2 separate regions of the Mus musculus genome follow, and region 2 is linked to region 1. A link is a contact called in public promoter capture Hi-C data. All regions are on one chromosome and are shown on one strand. The core of a region is the stretch at or near the end of the contact, and the rest is flanking DNA. Distances in the headings are between cores, read along the strand shown. Region 1 holds the start of Nipa1 (non imprinted in Prader-Willi/Angelman syndrome 1 homolog (human)). Region 2 holds the start of Cyfip1 (cytoplasmic FMR1 interacting protein 1).

Region 1 (6,620 bases), core at 1,224-3,723:
TCTCCTCTCTTTCTCTCTCTTCTTCCATTTCTATTATTTGATGGTTATCAGTTCTGTTGGTCTTTAAGTAGGTCTGACAAAAGATTATGGGAAGTTTGTTTTACTTTATTTTATGAGAGTTTAGAAGCTCAAGCTGGGATTATAGGCACATGACATGGTATCTGGCCTGAGAATAGATTTTAAAACTGCTGTAGCTTCAGTATCTATAACAGGATATAGCATAAGAGTTTCAAAAATTTTTGTTAAACAAAGTAGATTTACTAAGGCAAGACTAAATGCCTTCCACCATCATCTCAATCTATAGCAATTGGTGGAAGGTGACAAAATAAAAAAATTAATGAAGGTTACATTTTCTCTTTATTAATTTAAAGGCACAGTACGGACCCATGTGTGGTAGCACATACCTGTAATCCCAGCTACTCAGGATGTTAAAGCAGGAAGATCGAGAGTTTGAGACCAGCCTGGGCTACACAGTAAGAGACTATTTTCTAAAGTACATACATATATACATACATATAATATACAGTACACTGTTATAAATAAAAGCATCCATGACTGGTTTGGGTAGTTAATTGACCCAGAACTTCAAAAACAATTCTAGGTTAGTCTTTGTTTTCTAATTGAACACAAAAACTGAGCTAAAATAACACACTCTTTCTTGCTAGTCAATTGGTTTATCTTATTAATGTATTTTTCCTAACTAAAGTCTGTACTCAAATTCCTTTTGTTTTCCTCTAATGTAAGAGGCAGAATACTTTGACGGGGAAAGTAAACATTGCTTTCAGAGAAACCAAGAAAGGCTTGTGGTTGGAGCCACAACCTCAAGGGCTCTAGGGGTAACGACCTGGTTGCCAGTGTATGAGAGGTAAATACACTTTTTTTTTTTTTTCCAGAGGTATGTGTCCTCTGATTCCTTCTGGCTCTGAGAATTCCTCAGATTTCATGGCCTTGATTGGAAGACCAGACAGGTATTTTGTATGATGTTCCTCAGCTGTTGTTTGTGTACTTTGTCATGTTGCTCTCACGGTTATCCTGGTGTTGTGAGATTTGCAAGAATACCACACAAGTAAAGTACCCATCTTACTCAATCCTATAACAGACACATATATTTTTTTTATTTTTTGTCACAACAAACACTTTTGCCCAATTTTAGTGCCTGTACACATTGACAGTCTCCAACGTAGTTGCCTAATGTATACCAGATGTGTTTGTACATTACAGACACATCTGCAGGCTTGGGAGATCCTATTGGTTTTTTATTAGGATTGCAATGCTTTCATTTTGAAATAAATTTATTTAAATAAGCATTACTGGTTTTGTACTTTCGCTCAATATTTTCAGTTCTTTGTCTCTTTTCTGAAGCTTCCTGGCTACCCAGACAGCTTAGTCAAAATTTCAAACGTGTTCTGGAATTGGAACTAGTAAGTGTATTTACCTCTCATACACTGGCAACCAGCTCGTTACCCCTAGAGCCCTTGAGGTTGTGGCTCCAACCACAAGCCTTTCTTGGTTTCTCTGAAAGCAATGTTTACTTTCCCCGTCAAAGTATTCTGCCTCTTACATGCAGTGCCTGTCACAGGCCTCTCAACACAATGACATGGCATGGACAAAGAAGGTCTCTGTGCCTTATCCCACTTCCCTATCACTATGGAGTGATATCTGATGATGGGTTGACCCAGGGCATCCTCAGTAGGGGGGCCCGTTTGCATGCCTGTTTGATGTTTTCTTCATGCTTTAGACACTTCAGACAACCACAGGTAAGTTATCTAAGGATCCCAGGGCAAAAGCCGCCGGGAAGATCAGACCTTGCAATCAAGGTGACAGTGGGCACCTCAATGAAGACAGTACATCCTCTGGACCCACCACACACCCTTACTTCTTCACACCACCAAGTGTTCTCCCAAGAGCACCCCGGCCCAGTCTAAGTGAAAGGCAGGCCTGGCTCCACCCACCTCTGGATCCTATGAATAGGAAGCTCTGCCTGACAGTAGGTGAGTGAGGGCCTCTGGGCATAGGGCTCCAAGCTGAGCATCTGTCCCGATGCTCTGCTGCGGGGTAGGGGTTGGAGGACTGGACAGGTATAGGAACGGGGCAAGATGTCCGGTGAAGGGCTCCTGAAAGAGTGAATAAGGCCTCCCCGGTCGCAGAGAAGAGACAGAAGGAGACCGCGTAGAATGCGGAGGTGATGCCTGCGGGGTAGCCAGGGGAGCCGGCCCGTGCTCTGTGCACAGACACCGGCAGACGCGTGGTGCGGACCCCGGCCCGACCTCGGCCCGCCCTACCTCGCCTTTTAGCGCGCACAATGCCCTTCTTCTGCAGCACGAACGTGGACCCGTTCACTAGGCTGGACACCACAGCCACGCCCAGGCCGAGCGACACGGCGGCGGGGCTCGGGCCGCGCGCCCCCTCCCCGGCCGCCGCAGCCGCCGCCGCAGTCCCCATGCCGCCCGCGCCGCCCTCCGCTGCGCGTGCGCGCGCCGCGCCCCACGGGCTTGGAGAAGGAGCGGCGCGGGGCGGGGCAGAGAGGGAGCCGGAGTTCGGGGTCGGACTGCGAAGTAAGACAGGGGTGGGAGCGAGCTTAGGGGGTGGATGGGAAGCATGCAGTGGGATCAGAGGAGGAGCCGAAAGGCTTCTGCGGTCTGTGTGGATAGTATAATAATTCCGTAGAGCGTGCTGGTGCAGCGCCTGGGGCAGAAAGCTCTGCAGTACCAAGAGCCCTAGGGCGTCTGGTGGGGATGGTCAAGCTGTCCCCAGAGGAGCTCAGGTCTTCTAGGAACTCTGTTCTGTACTACCAAAGAGATGCTTTCTTCTTTGCTGCTTTGCTCCCTGGGAGGTCCGCTACCTTCACTCTGGATCATTGACCTTGTGATCATACTGTAGTGTTTCATTTTAATTCTTAATAAAGTATATCAAGATTATAAGGGAAAGTTATTTTGACTCACTTCGCCAACTCTCACTTAAGTATTCTGGGCCATTCCCACGCTTTCAAAGGCAATGCACATTTTTTTCTCTTTTATTGAGTGTTATGTAGCAATCTATTTCCATGTTATCACACAATTATTGTTTTAATAGCTGTGTGATGTCTATGAAAATATATTGTATCAAACCATTCATCAGATTGTTGGTTGTTAGGTTGCTCCAAGTGTTTGTTTCTCTATTCTATAATCATGCTATATTGAAAACTTAATTTAAAAAAAAGTTGGTTTAGGAAGTATACATGTCTTTTTGAAACTCTATAACGCAGTATTATTGCCGAAGCAATATAAAATTGGACTATTTATGCACTGAAACTACTGAATGGTTAGCCGCGCAGTGTGTTGAAGGCCTTTAATCCCAGGAGGCAAAGGCAGACAGATCTCTGTGAATTCAAGACCAGGCTGCTCTTCAGATCGAGTCCCAGGACAGCTAAGGCTACACAGAAACCCTGTCTTCAAAAACCATCCCCACCAACACTCTACTAAGCCAGTCTACCGTTGTTTCCTTCCGGGTGATAATTTACTCATAAAAGTCACCAATTCTGTCAGTGAGGCAAATGAAACCACTGAACTAGGGTAGTAAGATGGTTTTTTGGGGACAAACTGCCAGGCTGATTCAGACTGGAGAATAGCATCCTGCCAAATGAGCCTTGTCAGATTTATGGGGAGGAGACCTGCCGGCCAGACAGTCTGAGAGTTGGTGTAGGGACTTGGATCTCTTACAGACTGAGCTGATCAGAAACCAGGTGACCTTTCCCTGAGGTCAGGGAAGAGCGAGGGAATTTCTGTCCCCCAGAAATTGAGGAACGCTGAATTTAGGTTCCTGTGTACTCAATAATAACCTTTCTGTTCACTGGGTAAGAACCTGGCCTGGTGTGAGCGGTTGTCTTCGGATATTGTCAGCCTGCTTTGTGACCTAACTATTTTAACCATTTTTATATGTGCACTCCAGTGGCAATAGTTATGTTCCCAGTGCACAGCTGCATTTGCCACTATTCTCTTTGGAAACTTTTCCATCACTTTCATTTCTACATCACCGCAAGCCAAGATAGACGGCAATTAGCTCTTAGTGTCTGTGAATTTGCCTATTCTGGCTGTTTCACATTATGGTGAATGTCCCTGGTGACTAGCCTATTGCTTGGAGTATATACTCAGGGTTGAAACACATTGTACCACATTTAATTTTAACAACTTCATTCCTTTTTTACGCATGAGTAGTATTCAGTCATATTCATATGTAGCATTTTGTTAATTTATCTGCATCTCTTTTTAAAAATATTTTTACCTGTATGTTTGCCTGCATGTATGTGTGTGTGTACTAGTTGTGTTCCTGATACCTGTAGAAGTCAGAAGAGGGCCCTGGTTTCCCCGGATCTAGAGTTACAGATAGTTGTGAACTGCCACATGACTGCTGAAAACTAAACCCAGGTCTTCTGCAGGAGCGGCGAGTACTCTTTATGGCAGAGCCATCTTTCAGCTCCTTCTTGTATCTTTTAACCATTGTGAATTAAGCTGCAATGAAGACAGGTATAAAAGTTTATATGAAGTGTCTGCTTTTTAAAAAAATGTTTATTTTTACTAGTAACTGTGTGTGTGTGTGTGTGTGTGTGTGTGTGTGTGTGTGTGTGTGTAGGCATATGTATATGTGTGTATCCTTGAGAGCAGGTACCTGCAGAGGCTGTTGGATCCCCTGGAGCTGGAGTTACAGGCTATTGTGTGCTACCGTAGATCTGGGAACCGAACTCAGGTCTTCACAAGACCAAAGCATATTCTTAATTAAAAAAGGGATCTCTCCAGCCTATTATTATTTTTTAATATCACAAAGCTTATTTTTTTGACCACTTAAGTGCATATGATTCATACAGATACACATGCATATATGTAGTTAAAAGTGAAAAATTTTTTTTTAGAAAACGGACGCTTCATATAAACTTTCACACTAGCATTCATTCATTTGCAATGGTCAAAATACCATTATTTAAGCTTCTTATTTTCTAAATTACTTTTAAGCCAAGGAGAGTAGTATAATTCCAGGACTCAGGAGACAATGAGAAGACAATTTCAAGTTCTAGGCCAATGAGGCTGTCTCAAAAAGGATCTGGGGATGTAGCTTAGTATCAGAGTACTTGACTAAGCTCTAGATTATTGTTAGCACAGAAACAAAACAAAACAAAACAAAACACCAGTTCTTGAAATAAGCAGTAACTCCCATGTGTAATTTCAGCAAATGAAGGTAGCAGAGCAGCAGGAAGTGAAAGGTGGCCATTTGAATGAGATTGGCTCCTATAGGCTCATATGCTGGTCCCAGTTGGTAGAAATGTTTAGTACTTGGAGGTGTGGCCTTGTTGGAGGAGGTGTGTCACTGGTAGTGGGCTCTGAGGTTTCAAAAGGCTCTTGCAATTCCCAGTTAGCTCTCTCTGCCTCCTACGTGTGGATCAAGATGTACTATCTCAGCTGTTCCTGCCACCCTGTGTTTGTGTGAAAATCATGGACTCTAACCCTTGGAAGCTGTAAGCCCAACTAAACACTTAAGTGGTCTCGATCATCATTGCTTTTTGTCACAGCAATAGAAAAATAACTAACACATATTTGTAAAAAAACAATTTTCTTGAACCTTTGAGGTTATTTATTGCTCTAGTACCTTGCCCTACTTATTATTAAAATGTGTACCTGACAACCAGTCAACATCCTGTGCAATTCCTGTTAATTGGTGTAATTGCAATAACCCATTTCCTATAATCTCCTTGGTGTTTTCTTATTGCATAGTGTTTGTTTTTCATCTACAAACTAGACCTTTGAGGCCATTTGGAAACTTTTTCTGTATAATGCCTGAAAGGTAGATACTTTTTCCCTATCAATGGTGGTTAGTGATACTGTGCCTTGGTTGTGAAAACAGGAATCCAAGAGATTGCAGATGACCCTGATCAGCTGTTATCCATCAGCACAGAAAGAAATATCTATAGGAACAGCCATCGCCCAAGGAAGTCTGTCTCACCTTGGGCAAACAGTTTCAGGAAGGAGACACTCCAGGAGAGAAATGTGGGCTATGGCTACAACAATTTGCTCATTCACAAAGCCTGTCAGCCTGCCCCTAAAAAGGGTTGTAATTATCTTTTTCCCTTGGCAGACCCTTCCATTGCTCACAAGAAAGAGGCTGTTCCTTGCTGTATGCACTAACGAATACAATTCTGTCTGGTAAAGTCGGATTCTGATCTCTTTCTGCCATTTCTTTATGTTGCCTCAGAAACCTAACAAGTTTTATTGCTGTTTCTTTTTTTACTCTTGTTTTAATCTTTTTTTTTTTTAATCAAAGGTAGTTAGCCCCATAAGAATTCACACCTTCTTAATCATTCTCTAACCTTTTTGCATAATTAGGCAATTGCATCAGTGTGGTGGTTTAAATGTGTTTGAATGCTTGACCCATCAGGAGAGACACTGTTAGGAGGTATGCCCTTGGGCTGGAGAGATGGCTCAGCCGTTAAAGGCTAGGCTCACAACCAAAAATATAGGAGGTATGCCCTTGTTGGAATAGGTGTGGCCTTGTTGGAGGTGTGGCCTTGTATCACTGCTGGAGAGGGCTTTGAGGTTTCCTATGCTCAGCCTATACCCAGTGTAGCTCACAGTCTCCTGCTGTTGCCTGTCGAT
Region 2 (6,202 bases), core at 1,589-4,088, 180 kb before region 1:
CATTCCATTCACTAATTTAATCAAGTTATTAATTGATATTTACACTACATATCAACACGTGGAATACCTTACGTTCAATCCATATTTTCTTGTACAATGTATATATATGTATATAGGTATATGCAAATGTATACATATACATACACACATATATAAATATATATTTGCTTATATATTTGTATATAATACATATATATTTGCTTTAATTTGTTTTATATATACAATATATATATGCTTTAATTTGTTTGGTTTTTTCCGAGACAGGGATTCTCTGTGTAACTGACATGGCTGTCCTAGAACTCATTCTGTAGGCCAGGCTGGCCTCGAACTCAAGAGATCTGCCTGCCTCTGCCTAGCAAGTGCTGGGATTAAAGGCGTGTGCCATCACTGCCTAGCTATAAATATATTTGTATTCTTCACTAAGACAGGAGAAAGGGAGGGAGATAGTGTTGCACTTGCCATAAATCATGGGAACAGCTGTGACAATCTCTAGTCAGTTTACATAATTTCAAACCCATTTCCAGTTACAAGCAAAGAGTTCTTTAAAATATACTTGTGCATTTCACCTGTGGGTGTGTGGGACTTCACCTTTAGTATGTTCTCATATCTGCTGGCATTGAAACACACTGGTGGGTTTTCTACTAATTATATTTTGAAGAATTATTTTCCCCACAAAAGAGCTTTTATTTTCTCTCAGCACAAAAAAAATTTAAATCTCGTGTGTATTCAATAATAAATAGGTCAATTTTAACCTTCATTTCCACTTGAAAAATTCCATTTCATTTAAAAGTTCTTAATTTTTTAAAAAAAGATTTGTTTATTTTTACTTATTTATTTACACTGTAACTGTCTTCAGACACTCATCAGAAGAGTGCATCGGATCCCACTACAGCCACCACCTGGTTGCTGGGAATTGAACTCAGGACCTCTGGAAGAGCAACCGCTGAGCCATCTCTCCAGCCCTCACAAATGGTTTTTATTTTTATTTTTTTTAGTATAAAAAAAGTTGCATTGATGAAATATTGTAAAAACAAATCAATCTGTTTTTCCTCCCAGCCCCTGCTCCCAGAATGATCACTGTGAGACTAACAACTTTTTAATAAATGCCTAGGCCACGAGCATTGGCTCAGTCCCTGACTAGATTGTAACTTATCTAACCCTTTAAACTATTCTATGTCTCACACACTGTTAGTTACCTCTCCTCCAGTCCCAGCCTGCTTCTTCCTTTGTGTCTCCTCAGCTTCTCTCCCTCAGAGACTTGCTTGAATCCTTCACAGTCCCTCCCTATGGGTTCCTTTTATATTCTCACTATTTCCCAGAATCTCCTCTCTTCTTGCCAGTGTCCCATCTCCTATTTGCTGCCTCAGCTCATTGGGCATAGGCATTTTTAGTGACAGGTGACACTGAGATTCTCTCTACAGCATATAATGATATAATTCAAATTGCTTGTCGGATAGTTAAATGCCAGTATTGAATCTTAATCTCTAGATTACAGTTCTGTGGAAGCAGGGGAACATTGTCAAGCATGCGTTTTGTATTTTTGCTGCGCCAAGGAATCAACATGTTACATTTGTATTATCATTATAGTTTAGGTTTTGTAATTTTTATTATACTCTTGTTATGCATATGTAGAGAAGCTACAAGGATTATACTTTTGAATAAGTTTAACATCTCACATTTTGTGGTAAACCTAAGATGGTGAAAACACTGATGTGTGTCTGTTGTAAATACAATTACACGAGTTTTATTTTTCTGATATTAAAAGTTACTTAGTAAAGATTTATTTCTGTTAAGTTGGGGAAAACAAACTGGTGTGGGAGTTAGGCATGTTGGTGAATGCCTGTGATTTCAGCACTTGAGGGATGGAGACATGATCTGGTGTTCAAGGCTAGCCTGGGTTACATTAGTTACTGTCAGACCCCAACGACAAACAAAATGTCCAAATTCTTAGCAGTAAGGAGGGGCGTCCGGAGTGAAGAAGGGTAGGAAGTTTGGAGCTATTCTACTAAGTTCAGCATTAAGATGTATGTTAACTAACTTTTCCCTTCCTTTTCTGCGGGTTTAGGGAGGGCAAATTCAAGTCAGGTTTTCTGTTGTCAGCCATTCCTAGGAGTCTGAACTTGAGTTTGCCAGTCCTCAGAAGGCAGATGAGATGGTAGCACTGTTACTTTAGGGGCCAGAATGGGTTCTTCCTTGGGTCTGGAGCATTTTACATGCCGCTCCAGCCTTGCACCCACCATTTAATACATACATGCGCCCCTTCTCTGTCATGGTTGTACCTTCTGTATCTCTTTTGAAGTTCAACCAGAGGCAGGACAGGAGGCAGTGAAAATTTGGGGGACATGCGGAGGAAGATAAGCCCATCACTCATGGATTTACTGAGGCTTCTCACCATCACTGAGGACAAGTTATAGGAAAACGAATGTTGAATTCCTATGGCCCATGTATGGGCTCACTGGCCCACACCCAATTGCTGGGGGATCCAACGCCCTTTTTGGACCTTTGCGGGCACCAGGCACTCTCGTGGTGCATAGACACACAAGCAAGCCAAACATTCATACACATAATGAATTCCTTTTTTTTAAATTTTTTTTAAAGTATCTTTAGTAAAACTTCCAGCTCTATGCTGGCTAGTCCTGGAATTCTTTCCTCATTTGGCCTTAGCTTCAACAGAGGTCCCCCAAATCAGGGAAAACTCTTGAGGCTGGTGAGCATGGCAGTGTGGCGCTGAGTCTTCATCCTCTCCCAGCCGGCTTGACGGGTGGAGCCCACCAAGCAAATCCCGGCTTCCTTTGCTGCGGTGACCTGAGCAGCAAGCGGCAGGCGGGGCTACGGTACGGGAGACTTGGGGAGACTTGGGGGCCGACCGGGCTGGCCTAGAGGAGCCGGACCCAAGGCAGCCAGCGGGAGGAGGGAGGAGCGCCGGGAGGAAGAGGCCGAGCCGAGCAGCGCCGCCCCGGAGGAAGGGGAGGAGGCCGGGTGTTTCCTGGTGCATTCCCGACCCGCCCAAGTGACTCATTGGGGTAGGAAAGCTCCCGGGGCCCGCCCTGGACAACCGAAGGCGGCGCAGACCAGGTAAGGGCGGTCGCCTGGCCTCGGGGTCCTTGCTCCACTGTAGTCCGGTGGGGCGAGCCTGCAGACGGCCTCGGCGCAGCCTCCGGGACCGCACGGCCTCCCGGGATTGCCTCCTGGGCTCTCGAGTCTCCCGGTCTCTGCACGGCAGCTCCGGAGCCCGGGACTCCCGGCCCAGCTCGGCGGCTCCAGGGCTCCCTCCCCGGAATCACATTCCAGAATCCCCCGGCCACGGGCTTCCCAGTGCAGATTCCCTGTTCCCTCCGCGCTGCACAACTTGCACTCCGGTGGCCCGGCTCCCGCGTCCCGGACCCCCGCGTCCCCGAACCCCCGCCCCGACTCACCCTGGATACTAGGATCCCAGATCTCGCGCTTCCGGCACGAGGTTTAGCTCCAAAGAGGAAGAGACAACGTTAATATTTAGTATTTTACTATTGAAAAGTAAGGAGCGACGAATAGTTTATGTTGCACTAAAGTGGCAAAACAACCCCGAGTCCACCATGGTTCTGCCTTCAGAGGAAAGGAAGGAGAGTGTGGTCTAGGGAAGCCGTCCTCAGATTCTTGGAGAGAGGCATTTTGGGCTTTGTTAAGGAAACGGGATTGTTCAGGAGCAGTAGTGCGCCGCCGCACATTCGTAACGAATTTTGTACTTTAAGCCTAAAGCATCTGCGTAATTTGTAACATTTCGTGAGTGTGAGAAAAGAAGGAAGAGATATGCAACTGGGGATCGGTGAGGGCGAGGCAGAGGGAAGCATCGGGCAATCCGTGTGTTGCATGGGGGAGCCCAGAGATTTCTCTTGGTTGTCGGCTAACAGATCGCTTAGTTGAGTCGTGTTTGAAGCACCGCTGGTACTGGGGTACTCCTACAGGTACTGATACTGAGATCAGCGCTTGCCAAGGTGGGGGTATTGATCCTAGACCCTGGCCAAGTTCACTGGCTGGAAGTTGAAGCACGCGAGACCGGTGGTATACCTGAATACCAGCCTTCCCCTAGTTCTGAGTATGTTAGTGGTTCTTATTAAAAAGCCTACAAGCACATAGCCTGAAAGAATTAATTCAGTTTTTAAATACATGTAAGTTACTGCAGACATGCATTGTAAGAATTCAGTAGGAATGTTGCGGGGAATACTTCTCTTTCCCTCTTCCCCTAACAGCATCTTCCCTGTAACCTTGATAAAATGCTGCAGTTGAAAAGTCTCTCTAAGAAAATACATCCTCTAAGTATTTGTGTATTTGAGGAAGTATGTATTAAGGTTTTTTTAAAGAATAAACACTGTATGTGTGTGTTTGTGGTATGTGTGTTTTTAGATGTGGGTGCACAGGTGTGTGAATGTGTTTGTATGTGCATGTAGAGGCCCGAGGCTGATTTGGCGTTTTCCACCTTATTCTTTGATACAAGGTCTCTCAGCTGAACTTAGAGTTCACTGATTGGACTAGTCTTGCTCGCCAGTTTGTTTCGGAGGTCCCCTGTCTCCGCCTTGGAAGCAATGGGACTTGAGGGAGGTTGCCATGCCCATTGTCGTTTATGTGGGTTCTGAGATCTGAAATCCTGTACGGCTATCCACTGAGCCATCTCCCTGGCACTTAAGCGTGTTTTTAACTTTACATATAGTAATATTCATGCTTTGGAGTGTTGACTGCCACTGTAATTAAGATGCCAAACTGGTTCCTATCACCTCAAGATTTTCTTTCCTGTGTCCCTTGTAGTGAGGTCTTTCATACCATCAACTCTTGGCAACTGCTGATCTTTTCATAGTGCTATTTTGCTTTCTCCAGAAAGTCCTGTGGCAATCTTGGAGTCTGCATTTAAGATGGTTCTATGTTCTCAGTAATAAGTATGGGGGTGTTGGGGAGGGGGTGGCTATATTTAAGGCCGTCCAAGGTGTTTTACCAGCCAAACACCATTAAAGTGAAAAATTAATGATTTTATATATATATATATATATATATATATATATATATAATATTATTTGGTTACAAAAACACTAGTCAAATATGTCTGTAAGAAGTAAAGTCAGTGCTTTGAAAAGTAGAGCCTTGGGAAGGTGGGGTGGCATGCAGGGAGTATAGGTGCATACAGTGGGTATAGGTGGCACACAGTGAGCATAGGTGGCACACAGCAGGTATAGGTGACACACAGTAGGTATAGGTGACAGACAGGTCTGACAACTTGAGTTACAACCCACAGTGGAAGGAAAGGACTAACTCCTGAAAATTGTCCTCTGACGTCCACAAGGACACAGTGATTTGTGCCGAAATACTTACTCTCTCTCCCTATGAACACACTCCATACACAAATAATAAATAAGTGTTTTTTTTTAAAAAATGTAGTTCTGGATACAACCTGGAAGACTAAAACGTTCTTTCTTCTCTCTTTCCCTTTATCTTACCATTTCAAAAAAAAGCAAATTTAAATATGTATTTGACAAGTGTGTGGTTGTTGTGGCCTGCATGAGTTTGTGTGCATCACATTCATCAGAAGTCTGTAGAGACTAGAAGACGCCATTGGATCTCTTGGACCAGGAGATATAGGCTATTGTGAGCTTCCATGTGGGTGCTGGGAACTCAGCATAGGTTCTCCTGAAAAGCTCCTAATTGAAGAGCCATCTTTACCCCTCCTGAGTTTTGAGACAGGGTTTCATTCCATGGCCCAGACAGCCTTGAATTCATGGTGCCTCTACATTAGCCTTTTTGTGTGTAGGGAGGGGAAGGGGCTTGAGGTTGGGTCTCCCGAAGTCCTGGTGGGCTTGAACCCCTGATTCTCCTGCCTCCACCTTCTGAGTGCTAAGACTGGAGGTGTGGATACCACCACCTTTCCTGTCTATCTCAGCTCCTTGAGTGCTGACATTACAGAAATAAGATACAACCTAGCCTGAAATAGTACTTTTAAAGGTGAGAAAATTTACAAACACCACCTCAACAATTTTTTAAATAGTTCAGAAGTATATACAACTGTATGTGTACTGAAGCATTCTGCCCCGACTTTAGCCTCTTTTGTTTGAATCGGAGTTTCTGTAACACCGATTGCATTCCAAGTGTTATATATTTTCACTTATTGATGCTCAGCTGGAATTCCTTAAATGTTTCTATTTACAGAGAGTTCAATAATTCTTGTTTTGTTTTTTTTGTT

Evidence for each region. Capture Hi-C pulls out chosen DNA fragments and counts their contacts.
Region 2: a contact with region 1 is called in a promoter capture Hi-C map of pancreatic islet. The contact joins the promoter of Cyfip1 here to the promoter of Nipa1 in region 1. A contact is called at or near these places in 2 of 39 promoter capture datasets (liver and neural stem cells), 1 of 484 Hi-C or Micro-C datasets (embryonic stem cells), 2 of 115 datasets of contacts at active chromatin or transcription factors (bone marrow-derived macrophages and embryonic stem cells) and 3 of 9 other capture datasets (adipose tissue, liver and pancreatic islet).

What each region holds. Positions count from the first base shown.
Region 1 is chr7:56,017,127-56,023,746 of GRCm38.p6, forward strand. It overlaps Nipa1 (non imprinted in Prader-Willi/Angelman syndrome 1 homolog (human)), which reads right to left and starts at 2,474. Exons shown (of 5, transcript NM_153578.3): 1 at 2,283-2,474. The coding sequence starts at 2,442.
Region 2 is chr7:55,839,233-55,845,434 of GRCm38.p6, forward strand. Cyfip1 (cytoplasmic FMR1 interacting protein 1) reads left to right here and starts at 2,839. Exons shown (of 31, transcript NM_011370.3): 1 at 2,839-3,075.